Linked DNA regions of Mus musculus: region 2 is linked to region 1. A link is a contact called in public promoter capture Hi-C data. All regions are on one chromosome and are shown on one strand. Each heading gives the region's core, a stretch centred on a gene start, on an enhancer-like site or on the middle of the called end of the contact. The rest is flanking DNA. Distances are from core to core; before and after follow the strand shown.

Region 1 (5,926 bases), core at 2,118-4,617:
AATAAAATTCTGTAGACTCTTAATAAATGCAAGCTGATATGTCTTTGACAGCATTATTCCACCATAATATTCCTCTGAACAGGTCTGGTGCTCATCCACATACTCAAAACAAGTACGTGATCAAGGACAAAGCTACAGAAATGCAATGGAAAGAATCCGTTTTATTCTACATCAACATCTATATGCAACATCTATATGCAAGTATTAGAAATGTTATCTAGTTCTAGACGCTACAGACACTTGATATGTTTGTTTCTGGACACAAAAATTCAGACTTTAAAGATCTAGTTTTGGGACTGGAGAGATGGCTGCTGACTGCTCTTCCCGAGGTCCTGAGTTCAATTCCCAGCAACCACATGGTGGCTCACAACCATCTGTAATGGGATCTGATGCCCTCTTCTGGTGTGTCTGAAGACAGCTACAGTGTACTCATATAAATAAATAAATCTTTTAAAAAAAAAATCTAGTTCTAGGATCAGCCTAGTCTACATAGTGAGTTTCAATCTAGCAAAAGCTAATAAGAGTCTTGGGGCGGGGGGTGGAAAGGGTGTCAATTTGAAACTTGAGTACATCAAAATAAATAAAAAAATAAATAAATAAATAAATAAATACAGGTGGACAAAAAGGGAAGATGGTGATTTAACAAAGGCCAGCAAACATAAATGCAACAATTTACTCAAAGTAACTTTTAAACATTGTCTTTGTTGTTGTTGGATTTCTGGGGGCTTGGGAAGGTTGCTTTTTATTTATTTGTTTGTTTTTATTTTTGAGATACGGTTTCGCTATATGGCCCTGGCTTTCCTGAAACTCGATCTGTAGCCCAGGCTTGCCTCCTACTCAGGGATCACCTGCCTCTGCCTCCTGAGAACTGGAATTAAAGCTGGATATCACTGCATACATCCAGTTGCATTTTTTTTTAAGTCTTCCTTATACCAAGCTCAGAACTTCATTCAGGCAGGGTTTGAGTCACCATTCATTACAGATGATTGGAACACTGGAAGATTATAAGGGATCTTACAAGTACCCATTCAACCAGTTGAGGTCCAAGTCTTCTCATACATTTTTGGAAGAAGCTATCTAGGCCTTCTGTTTATCACTTCCTACTTTATTCTTTAATCTACTCTAACGTACATACTTCCATTAGGAATCCCATAAATGTTAGGTGCCTCATTTTGCTTCCCCTTCCCCAGGTTGTTTTTTGAACCAGGGTTTTATTTAGTCCAAGCTATATAATCAAGGATGTCTCCTGACTTCTGATGTTCTCCTTCCTCCGCCTCTCCAGCACTGGGATTACCACACCCTATTCGCATTTTAACTTTTTAAATATCTGAATCCTCCCTCTGTAAATTTAATCATCTTTGTATGCCACCCTGGATAAAATGTTATTTGTTGCAGTATATTTAGCCAAGGTGCAGAAATGCTAGTTTGGGACCTGACACATACATTTAGTATTTGTTAAACAACTAGCAAAAAATAAGGTCAACGAATCTCTACCTGAAGCAATCAGAACAGTATCTGAGACTTAGCCATTATTAGGTAACTTTGTATGGACAGGAAAACAACAAACAAACAAACAAAAAAACCACCAACACCTGTACTGAAAATTTAACCTGGGAGGCCAAAACTAAGCAATGTTATTACCTTCAACTTGCTCACTTACAGGTTACAACTACATCTTTGGCAAGAAAAGTTATCCCTAGTTTATAAAGATATCTTGACCCTGACAAACTGACAAAAATTATACTGGGAAATTAAGCTAGTCTTGAAGCTGGGACTATGTCACTACTTTCTGGACCTGAGTGTCAGTTGTTTGTAAAACAGAAGTGGGGGGAAAGTGGAAAAGATGATCTCTAGAATTCTTTCCTTCTTTTAACACACTGCAGGCTTATAATAAGTTTGGAGCTGCAGGCTTCTAACCCAGCACATACTGCACTGGCTTTTGAGTCGGATGGGTAGTTTCATACAAGCTCCAATACTATTTAGCTGTCTAATTCTGAGTGTGTTTCAACGTCTTCAACCAGGAAAACTAAGCTGTAAGATAATAGAAACTATTTCAAATACAAGATATTTTATGAAACAAAGTAACTCTTAAGTTTATTCAGGTGGGGGATTGAGTCACCATTCATTCATTCATTACACATGATTGAAACATTGTATAAAATGGGATCTTACACGCCTACCATTCATACAACTGAGGCCCAAGATATCTCTAATACGTTTTGGAAGAAGTCATCTAGCTAAGCCATTCTAGTTGTGGCTAGCTACCCATGGTTACAAGCCACTCCATCTCAGGCTAGCTAAGAGAGGTAAACAGGAGTGATAATTACGAAAAGGGTGATGTAAAGTTCTTTTATTAAAACCACAGCATCCTTTTCGTAATTTTCACTCTGTTTTACCTCTCTTTACTCATACACCTTTGGATTGAGACTGAACAAAAATAACACACACACACACACACACACACACACACACACACACACATCTCAAATATCCTCTCCGCCAAAATTCAGAATCACTAACTGTCAAGCTTTCCTTACCAACCCTCCTCCCCTTTACCATCCATCCTGTCTTCCTCATGGAAACCTTAATTCTTGCTTTAATATAAGTCAAAAATAGCCGGGCAGTGGCGGCGGATACCTTTAATCCCAGCATTTGAGAGGCAGAGGCAAGCAGATCTCTGAGTTAAAGGCCAGCCTCGTCTACTCCAAATTGCCCTGGCCGCCTCACCCAAACACACATTTGGGATGGGAAGTAGTAACACCCTGTTGCTTCTCCGGGAGACATGGAGACCAGAAGTCACTACAGCACCAACCGAAGCCCGCACCCTGTTCTCCCCAGTCCGAGCCTCCTCCCTCACCGGTACTGCTTGGGATCGCTGGGAGACTTGATGATCTCAGGGTCCCCGACATTACTGAAAGACCGTCCCTCCTCCTCAGATTCATCCGCTCCTAGACGAGCAAGCCGGCCGCTCTCGCCCAAGTCCTGTCCATTGGGCTGCAGGTCCGGGCAACTGCAGGTGGACTTCGCCTTGTTTCTTCCAGGCATGGTCAGCGTAGGAAAGGGTTTCGATGATTCTTCGCACAGACCCCGTGCTTCGATTCGCCCCAGAGCCGTGAGCTCCCGCCCGGCCTCACACCGCAACTTCCTCCCGGTGACACAGACTGCAGCAACCGCGACTCTCCTCAGCATTCACCAGCAAGTCGTAGCGCTGGACATCCCGCTCCCCAGGCCCACCTCCTCCTCCTACACCTCCAGCCACTCCTCCTCCTCCGCGTCCCAGGGGCGACGGCGGCGGCCGGCGTTGTTGCTGCCCCAGCCGCTGGGGAGGACAGGCCTGAACCCCTCCTCCAACCCGGCCTCGCTCACACCGACTTTCTTCATCCCACCCTCCTGACAGCCGATGACGCTATGGACTCTAGCCAATCACAACGCACAACGGCCGTCACGTTTGCAGAAACAGCCAATGGGAGTAGGGGAAGCGAGAGACCAATAGAAATAGGCCGGGTTCCTGGCGCACCCAGAGAGCATTTCGAAACCTGACGTGGGCGGGGCGAAGGAAAAGAGGCGGAGGATGATGGGAGAAGTCTTGCTGCGATTGTGACGTGCGTCCGTAGCTGTTTTTAGGAAAACCGCGTAGCGCTCCGTGTCTGAGAAAATATTCCCCAGCGAGAAAACACAGAAGTGAGTCGCGATAGTGGATGCTGATCTTCTTCACCCACTTGCGGTGTATTTTTTGCACTCTATTCTTAGAGTGACTCAGCGGGTCTCTTTTTTAAAAGAGCAGAGCACCGGAAGTCTTTTCCCACCCTATCCCGAGATGGATGCAGTGCTTGTGGGTCACTAAGCACCGGAAATAACAATTGCATCTTTCCATCCTGTAGGCTGCCAAACCATTGGTGCTTTTCACGCTCCAGATCTGTTTCAATATGCTCACTCTTGTATGCGAATTGTTTATTTTTTTAAGCTTCCACACCCTGGAGTAGTCCTCAGCCTACCTTTAAGTTTGGCCAACTTTTACTGAAAAGCAAGAACATGTTAGGCTACTAACCTCAAGTAACTTTCCCAAGCTTTTTGTTTTTGTTTTTGCCAATGCTTTTGCAGCGACTGGAACAGACACAATATAAAATAAAAAGCAGTTGACCAGATAACAATAAAAAGCTGATAGACACCATTGAATGAGATCATACCACATGGAAGAGATAAACGAAATGAATATGAGTAAACAACAACAACAACAAAAAGACTTTAAGCCGATAGATACATTAGTGGTTGTCTTTCCTGCCTCTGAACCTTTGTGTGGCTGAAGATAAAGCCATACACAAAACAAATCGTTGCCGGTGTGGTAGTCCACACCTTGAATCTCAAGCACTCAGGGAGACAGAGGCAGGTGAATCTCTTTAAGTTCAGGGCCAGCCTGGTTTACAAAGCAGTTCCAAGCCAGCCATGTCTACCTACTAAGACCGTCTCAAAAACAACAAAAAATCCTTGGCTTGAAGTTTAGTTTCTTATGGGAAGAAACTGACCATAAATAATACATTAAAAAAAAAAAACAATAAATGCTAAGACTACAAAACAGGGTAGGAAGACAAAGTATTGAAGAGGATACATGAACTGGGGCAGAAGTATTTGAAAGCATTAAGATTCCGGGCAGTGGTAACGCATGCCTTTAATCCCAGCACTTGGGAGGCAGAAGCAGGTCGATTTCTGAGTTTGAGGCCAGCCTGGTCTACAGAGTGAGTTACAGGACAGCCAAGACTACACACAGAAACCCTGTCTCAAAAAATAAAAAATAAAAGCATTAAGATATCCTGGTTTCAGTACACTTTTAAAGGTTTATCAGTCTTCACGCAACTCCACTAGAGTCCTCATTCAAAGTAGCTTCATTTGCGTCTCTCCAGTACAAGAATGGCTGCCCAGAACATAAAAACACCAATAGTAAGTGACACTGAAGTGTCAGTCTATGCTTTGTACAAGATTAGGGTGTGTGTGTGTGTGTGTGTGTGTGTGTGTGTGTGCTTGCTTTGTACAGGATTAGTCTAGGTGTGATTTTTGACTCTCCAAAACAATAATACCAGAAATAAGAAACGTTCAGCTTCAACTATCAATTTTGTTTTCCTAAGGAGAAAAATAATTTATGCCCTTAATTGCAATTTGCTGGGTTTTCCATAGAGTGGAACTTTCCATCATTCATTTAACTAACCAAGTGAGGTGCTACCTTGTGCCAGAAGTTGGGAGTGATGAGCAAATATGTCCCCTCTCTCTAGAGCTTAGAAGAGGGCTAGTGGGAGAAACATATTTAAAAAGCACACAGAGTGCTCGCTGATTCAGCGGGACATATACTAAAGTTGAACTGATAGAGAAGAACAACATGGCCCCTGCTCGTGGACGATAGGCAAATTCATAAAGTATCCTGGTACCATGATGGCATGCTTTGTAGCTTTCCTGTCTCTCCCCCCTCCCCCACCCCATCCCCAAGAGCAGACATTAGGGGCAAATACGGTATCTCTAAAACTTAGCATTTTCACCTCTCTTTTTCAGTGTAGAAATTTGAGTATAAAGCCCCCCCAAAGAAGCATACAAATCTTTATTCTATAATTACAAAGTATATCTCCTAGAAGGAGATAGACAGATATTCCTTTTTCAGAGAGTCTTTCCAAAGAAGGGAAATTTAAGCTAATGTTTGGAAACTGTAGAAGGACCAGTGTGTAGATGAATGTAATGAAAAGATCTGAATGAGATTCACCTGGTGATCTGGAAACAAGAGGGAAAGGGTTCAATGGCAGAGATCACACAGAACATTCTGGAGACTAAGACGTTGGCCTGCGTGTTGAGCGCCTCATTGGATTCCCACATCTTAGAATGTTTTCCAACAAGCTGTAGGTGCCCAGTAGGAACTGTGTGAGCAAATGAAGAGAAGGAATGATCA
Region 2 (6,202 bases), core at 2,539-5,038, 480 kb before region 1:
GAGCTAGAATTACAGGCAGTTGTGGGCTGCTGGACTTAGGCATATGGGAACTGACCTCCAGTCCTCTACAAGGGCAGAATATGCACTTACCAAGCTATTAACCACTGACCCATCTCCCCAGGCCCAACCTGCCTTTTTCTATAAAATAAGTCTTCTATCTCAGTGGTGGTAGTGGTTTTAATACAGGGTCAGTCTGTGTAGCTGACTTCTCAACATGTTAAATTTATAGCAGTTCTGTCTCCCGAGTGCTGGGATTATAGCCATGATTACTACACTAGCCTTCCAACTCCGTTTTTATATTTTCATTCTTATGTTTCCTGTTGTCTCTTCCTTTTTCCTTCCCATCCATCCTCCTCCTTTTCTTGTGTGTGTGTGTGTGTGTGTGTGTGTGTGTGTGTGTGTGTGTGGTGTAGCATGTGAGTGCTGTCTGTGCATGCCACAGTGAGTTTGCTGAAGTCAGAGGACAAGTTTCAGGAATCCATTCTTGCTTTCCATTTCATTGAGGCTGGTCCCTCCGTGTCCTGCTGCCGTGCATGTACCCCAGCTAGCTAGCCCACTAGCTTCCTTGAGGCTGTCCTGCCTCTGCCTCTTATCTCACAGTAGGACTACTGGGATTATAAATTCCAAACACCGAATCTGGCTTTTACTTGGATTCCAGAACCAGAACCTGTGTTGTCAGGCTTGCAGTTAGCATTTTACCCAAGCAGCCATTTCCCAGCTTCCCCTCTCCCTACTTTCCAAGACTGGGGAGCCTTATGTAGCCAAGGCTTGCCTTGAGCTCATTCCAGACCTGAATATCAGGATTTAGGTGTGCACCACTATACCTGGCTTGTTTCCTTTTCCTTTTTCTGTAGGTGCTGTTCCAAAATCTCTCTGTGGTAATTTACAAAGTAACTAATGCCTGTCTAGAATTTCTGCCAAAAGAGAGTGACTAATATTTTAGTATTGAAGTGGCAGTAGGCTAAAGAAACATACCACAGTTCTCTCATCAGGCAGATGGGTCTAAAAGTGTACATTTATGAAAAAGTGATTATATCTTTAGATATCATTTATGATATATATGAAACATGTATGAACTTGTAGGAACAAGGTAAGAAAAATATAAAAGAAAAAGACAGGTAGTGGTGCTTCACTTAAATTCCAGCACTCAGGAGGCAGACAGAGGCAGGTGGATCTCTGTGAGTTCAAGGACAGCCTGGTCTACAGAGTGAGTTTTAGGACAGTCAGGGCTATACAGAGAAACCCTGTCTCTAAAAACCAAAACAAAAAAAGAATAAAGACAGAGTGCTAGATATAGGAGTTCACTCCTGTAATCCCAGCATTTGGGAGGCTAAATGGCGTGGTAATGTGGAACTCCAGGCTCTCCTGGGCTTCTTTCTTAATGGAACTGTCTTTGTTCTGGGAGGAGATATTGAGGAAGGGCTCTCATGTAGTCCAGACTGGCCTGGAATTCATTCTGTATGGGAAAATGATTTCTAACTCCTGATCTTCCTACTTCTACCTTCCAAGTGCTGGAATAATAGATTTGTATCTCTGTGCCCAGCTCAAGGTTCTGTTTTGAAACACATTGGTTGGAGAAAGGGTGTGGTGGCACATACCTTTAGTCCTAGCATTTTAGAGACAGACAGGTAGACCTCTGAGTTTGAGGCTAGTCTGGTCTACGTAGGGAGTTCCAGGACAGCCAGAGCTATATAGTGAGATGCTATTTCAAAAAAAAAATTTTTTTGTTTGATTGAATATAGACTTTTTTTGAGGCAGAATTGTTTGTTTGCTTGTTAAGTAACATTGGCTAGCCTTGAACTAGACATGTTCCTGTCTTGGCTCTAAATGCTTGAATTACAGGCATTCAACAACACCCTTCTCTCTTTCTCTCTTCTCTCTCTCTCTCTCTCTCTCTCTCTCTCTCTCTCTCTCTTTCTTTTTTTGGTTTTCAGGACAGGGTTTCTTTGCTTAGTCTTGGCTGTTCTGGAACTTGTATTACAGACCAGACTGGCCTCGAACTCTCAGAGATCTGCCTGCTTTTTGCTTCCAGAGTGCTGAGATTAAAGGCATGCCTAGTTAAGACCCCCTGCTTTGAACATAGAGTTTGACCTCACTTTGATAGTGATTTTGTGGAATTGGGATTTAAAGGGAAAATGTTTGGGATTTACTCATTAAACACAGTAGTATCTATCAAAAATCCCTTCTGACCCTCACCCAAACGAAATAAACAGAGTTTTCTACAAACATCAGGGGAGGGGACCCTCTAAGACTTTGTTTGTTGTTGCAGGTAAACCCAGGATCTTTCAAGAAAAAAGTCAGGTTTTATGAATCAGTCGCTCTAACATAGGGCCTGTAAATAACAATAAATCAGTCAATGGTGAATAAAACTGGAGATCAAAGTCAACTTCTTGCCTTCTTGATTAAAAAAAAATGGCTGTGGAGAACACTCTCTTCTTGTTCTTCCCTTTGCATATGCTGTTTGAGCATTTGTTCATTCAGCCAAGGAAAGACTCTACTACCTTAGGCAACATGCCAGGCCTTACACAGGGAAGGGACAGAGAACTCAGCTTGATCAACCTGACAGAAAGGCCCTGACTGGGAACTCTGAGTAGGTGACTAACCCAGACTGGAGAAGCAGAAAAAGATTTTCAAGGGAAATGAAATGGAGTCCACGAAGGACTGGTGAGGATAATGATTAGCCCAGCGAGAGGTAAGAGGTCAGGAATACTGTCTGTCTGTGGAAATCTCAGCCAGCGAGAACAGTCTTTGAGAGGACTAGAAGCACTTTGGCCATTTTGGGATTTAGAATTTATAAAAGAGGGGCAGTATTTTGAATGAGATTAGAGATTTCTTCTTTCCGTTTTTTTTTTTTTTCCCGTTTCGTTTTGTTTTGTTTTTCGAGACAGGGTTTCTATGTGTATCCCTGGCTGTCCTGGAACTCACTCTGTAGACCAGGCTAGCCTCGAACTCAGAAATCTGCCTGCCTCTGCCTCCCAAGTGCTGGGATTAAAGGTGTGCGCCACTACTGCTCGGCAAGAGATTTCTTAAGATTATTCTGTGGGTAGTATTGGGAAGGCATATATATATATATGCCTTCCCAATACATATATATATATCCTCAATCATTCAAAGGGTATGGAGGTAGGGGACAATGATGAACACAGAGAGACTGAGAATCAACGGCAAATGTTAGTTTGAGAGGCTTGAATTAGGGAGGTGGGATTGGGAAGAAATGGGCAATCCGATAATCTCATGGCTGTGATGTTGGGAGGGTAGGGCGTGTTCATCACATGAGTTTGGACTTTATTCTTAAAGGATAAAGGAGAAGGAAGCTAAACACCTCAGCTATCTGCCTGGTCCATTCAGATCCGTGCTTACAGACATCAACCCGGCAGACAGCGTGAACAGTCTGAGGACACCGCGCAGGTAAGGTAAGGTAAGTCCGCAAGCTGGCTGCAGCCGGGACATACAGGGGGCGCCGGAGGCAGATGGTCGGGAGACCAACAGCCACACAGCCTGGACCTTAAACTCAGAGCCCAGCCACGCAGTCCAGGAGTCGGACGCGCGCGCCCGGGGCGGGGCCGGAGCACGCACGGCGGCATGACGTAGGCCTGGCCAGCCTCGTTCTGGCCACCGCCGCCGCGCCGAGGCGGAGTAGGATGAGGCCCCGGGCCGCGGCTCCAGCGTCGGCAGGGGCAACAGCAGCTGAGGCAGCAGCTGAGGCAACCGAGACGGCCGCGCCCCCCCCTCCTGACCTGGATTAGGCCCAGCAGCCCGTGGCCGCCGCCGCCCCGCGGGGGGCGGGGTGGGGAAGCGCTCAGTCTTCCCGCCCCCGCCCCCCTCAGGTTCCAGACGCGACCCCGGCGCAGCCCGCGGCCTAGCCTCGCGCCCCCTGTCCCGGGGGCTGGCATGAGCGGCCCCTCGGTGGCGCCGGGGCGCGGGGGAGCCGCCGCCTGAGCCCCGGGCCTGCCGCCTTGGACCCCGCGGCGCCGAGCGAGCTCACCGCCGAGCGTGCGAGAGACCGGGTCACAGCTTTCTTCCTCCCGCAGATCTCAAGCATACACCCCAGCCCCGGAAGATGGGGAACTGCCTCAAATCCCCGACTTCGGATGACATCTCCCTGCTTCACGAGTCTCAGTCCGACCGGGCTAGCTTTGGCGAGGGGACGGAGCCAGATCAGGAGCCGCCGCCGCCATATCAGGTAGGGAGGGTGTGTGTCGGCGTGCGAGAGGAGGCGGCTCGGGCCCTCTGCCCTTGGCCTCCACGGCCTAGACCGGGGGTGGGTGGGGGGGGGGTGGCGTTGACCCCTTCAGGGCTGGCCTTGAGGGTGTCTGCTGCCCGGTTCCCAAATGGAAAAGGGTCCTTCTGGGCATCCCCTTGGGCACGGGTTGAGGACGGTCTTCTGTCCTTGAGTTCAGGAATCGAGTGTGTGATCTTATCCCCTTCGGTGCCTAGTAGTTTAGCTTGTGGAGTTGAGGATGACATGGTTTTCCTGCCTTTATGTCTGAGTTGTGTGATTTCCTCATCAGACTGCCAAGAGGATTACGGGTTTTGCGTAGCTTGTCACCCCCTCCCCCCTTATATTTGTGTTTTCGTTTATGATCCTCCCCACTCTTTTGTTAATTGGCTCTGGTAGAATGTCTTTTTTACCATCTACTTGGGAGGTAGAATTCCAAGTGGCGATTTTGGCCTCAGCTTCATAAAGAGTTACTTGTTTATATATACATATGTGGTAATTTTAAGCTCCACCCCTGTGACACATCTTTTAAATAAGTTGGCTTAATTAAAATTTGATTATCTTGAACTTGAGAGACCTTTCAACCTGACTTGGGAAATGCCATCTGTTACTTAAAGTCCTCTTTATCAAAGACTCCTGAATGGGTCTTTCTAAATGATACATTGAGTAAACTTCTCAGGTGGGCTTTAATACAGTTCTTTAATATTTTCCTGAAGAGAGTTTAGTTTTCTAACTGTGCAGTCTCCTTTGATTTTATGTGGTGACATCATTATCTAGTGTAGTGTTTTCTCAATCCTGTGTAAACCAGTTTCTCATCACGTGGCAAAAAATTGATCATATGAGCTGATTTTCTGACCCCCTCATGTTAGTCAAGTCCCATCTTTACGATAGCCTGGCAAAAGCCTCTATTTTAACCAAACCAGGCTGTTGATAGTTTTGTCTTTGCTCCAGGTGATCTTTATGCTAAGAGCCCTTCCCCCAAGGTTGCCCAGGTGAACATTTAATCCTCTTTAAGGACTCAGCTCAAGTATCTAAAGTACTGACATTACCCACCCTTCTTCCCCGAATTCCTGGATACGTCCCCCATGTACCTTCTACACTTACAAGCAGTACCAGACCTAAAATAATTTAGTGCAGTATCTTTGTTTAGGTAGTTGTGTGTCTCACCCTTGACATATGTGTTCTCCTCCCCTTGTACAAGCTGAATTTGGGACAGTTTCCAGGTGCTTTTATACTCTAGCATCTGACTCATAGTAGATACTCAATAACTGAGATAAATGAAGAATAGAAGCTTTGTCGTCAATATTTCATGCAATTTCTGTCCTATAAAAATTAAGTATTGGCTATATTTATGTGGCCCATTTCTCCCAACATATTTAAATTGCTTCAGGAGCAATACCTAATACTAAATGGAATATGAATATTATCCATAATCAGTAACAGGAATTAAACTGAGAACCCTATGCATTCTAGCAAAACACCACTATAGAACTATAACTCTGCTGTTTAAAAAAAAAAAAAAAAAAAAAACTTATTGTTAGACAGTGACTCAGGAAGTTGACCAGACAGACAAACATTCTGTCCTCCTGCCTCAGCCTCCAGAGTTGGGCCCATTTTTCAGGCTATCTTAACTGTTTTCCTCTCCACTGGATAGCTCCTCTAGAATGAATTTATGTAGGTGACATGAGCAAACTTCTCCCCCAAATCTATGTTCCTTAGCCTCTTTCTAGGAAAATTGGATATCTGACTTGCTGCTTTCTGTTATTCTTACCGTAATTTTAGAGTTATGGGAACTATATTTTTGTCCTTTCCAAAAGGACTAGATCATAATGATGGCTTTTGGTATTTTACCAGTACTTTTTTGGAATGTTATTTTTGACAATGGAAATTGTATTGTGGTTGCCTTTTCCTGAAATGAATGACCCAAATACTGATATGCAAAATTACTATGAATTGCAAGAAAATAGTTACTTTAAAATATGA

What was found. Promoter capture Hi-C pulls out the DNA fragments that hold promoters and counts their contacts.
Region 2: a promoter capture Hi-C map of erythroid cells shows a contact between it and region 1, with 3 times the contacts expected there. The contact joins the promoter of Rnf11 here to the promoter of Nrd1 in region 1. A contact is called at or near these places in 3 of 39 promoter capture datasets (erythroid cells, neural stem cells and neutrophils), 1 of 484 Hi-C or Micro-C datasets (nephron progenitors) and 1 of 115 datasets of contacts at active chromatin or transcription factors (microglia).

What each region holds. Positions count from the first base shown.
Region 1 is chr4:108,998,096-109,004,021 of GRCm38.p6, reverse strand. Nrd1 (nardilysin, N-arginine dibasic convertase, NRD convertase 1) reads right to left here and starts at 3,367. Exons shown (of 31, transcript NM_146150.3): 1 at 2,858-3,367. The coding sequence starts at 3,189.
Region 2 is chr4:109,474,091-109,480,292 of GRCm38.p6, reverse strand. Rnf11 (ring finger protein 11) reads left to right here and starts at 3,788. Exons shown (of 3, transcript NM_013876.3): 1 at 3,788-4,183. The coding sequence starts at 4,061.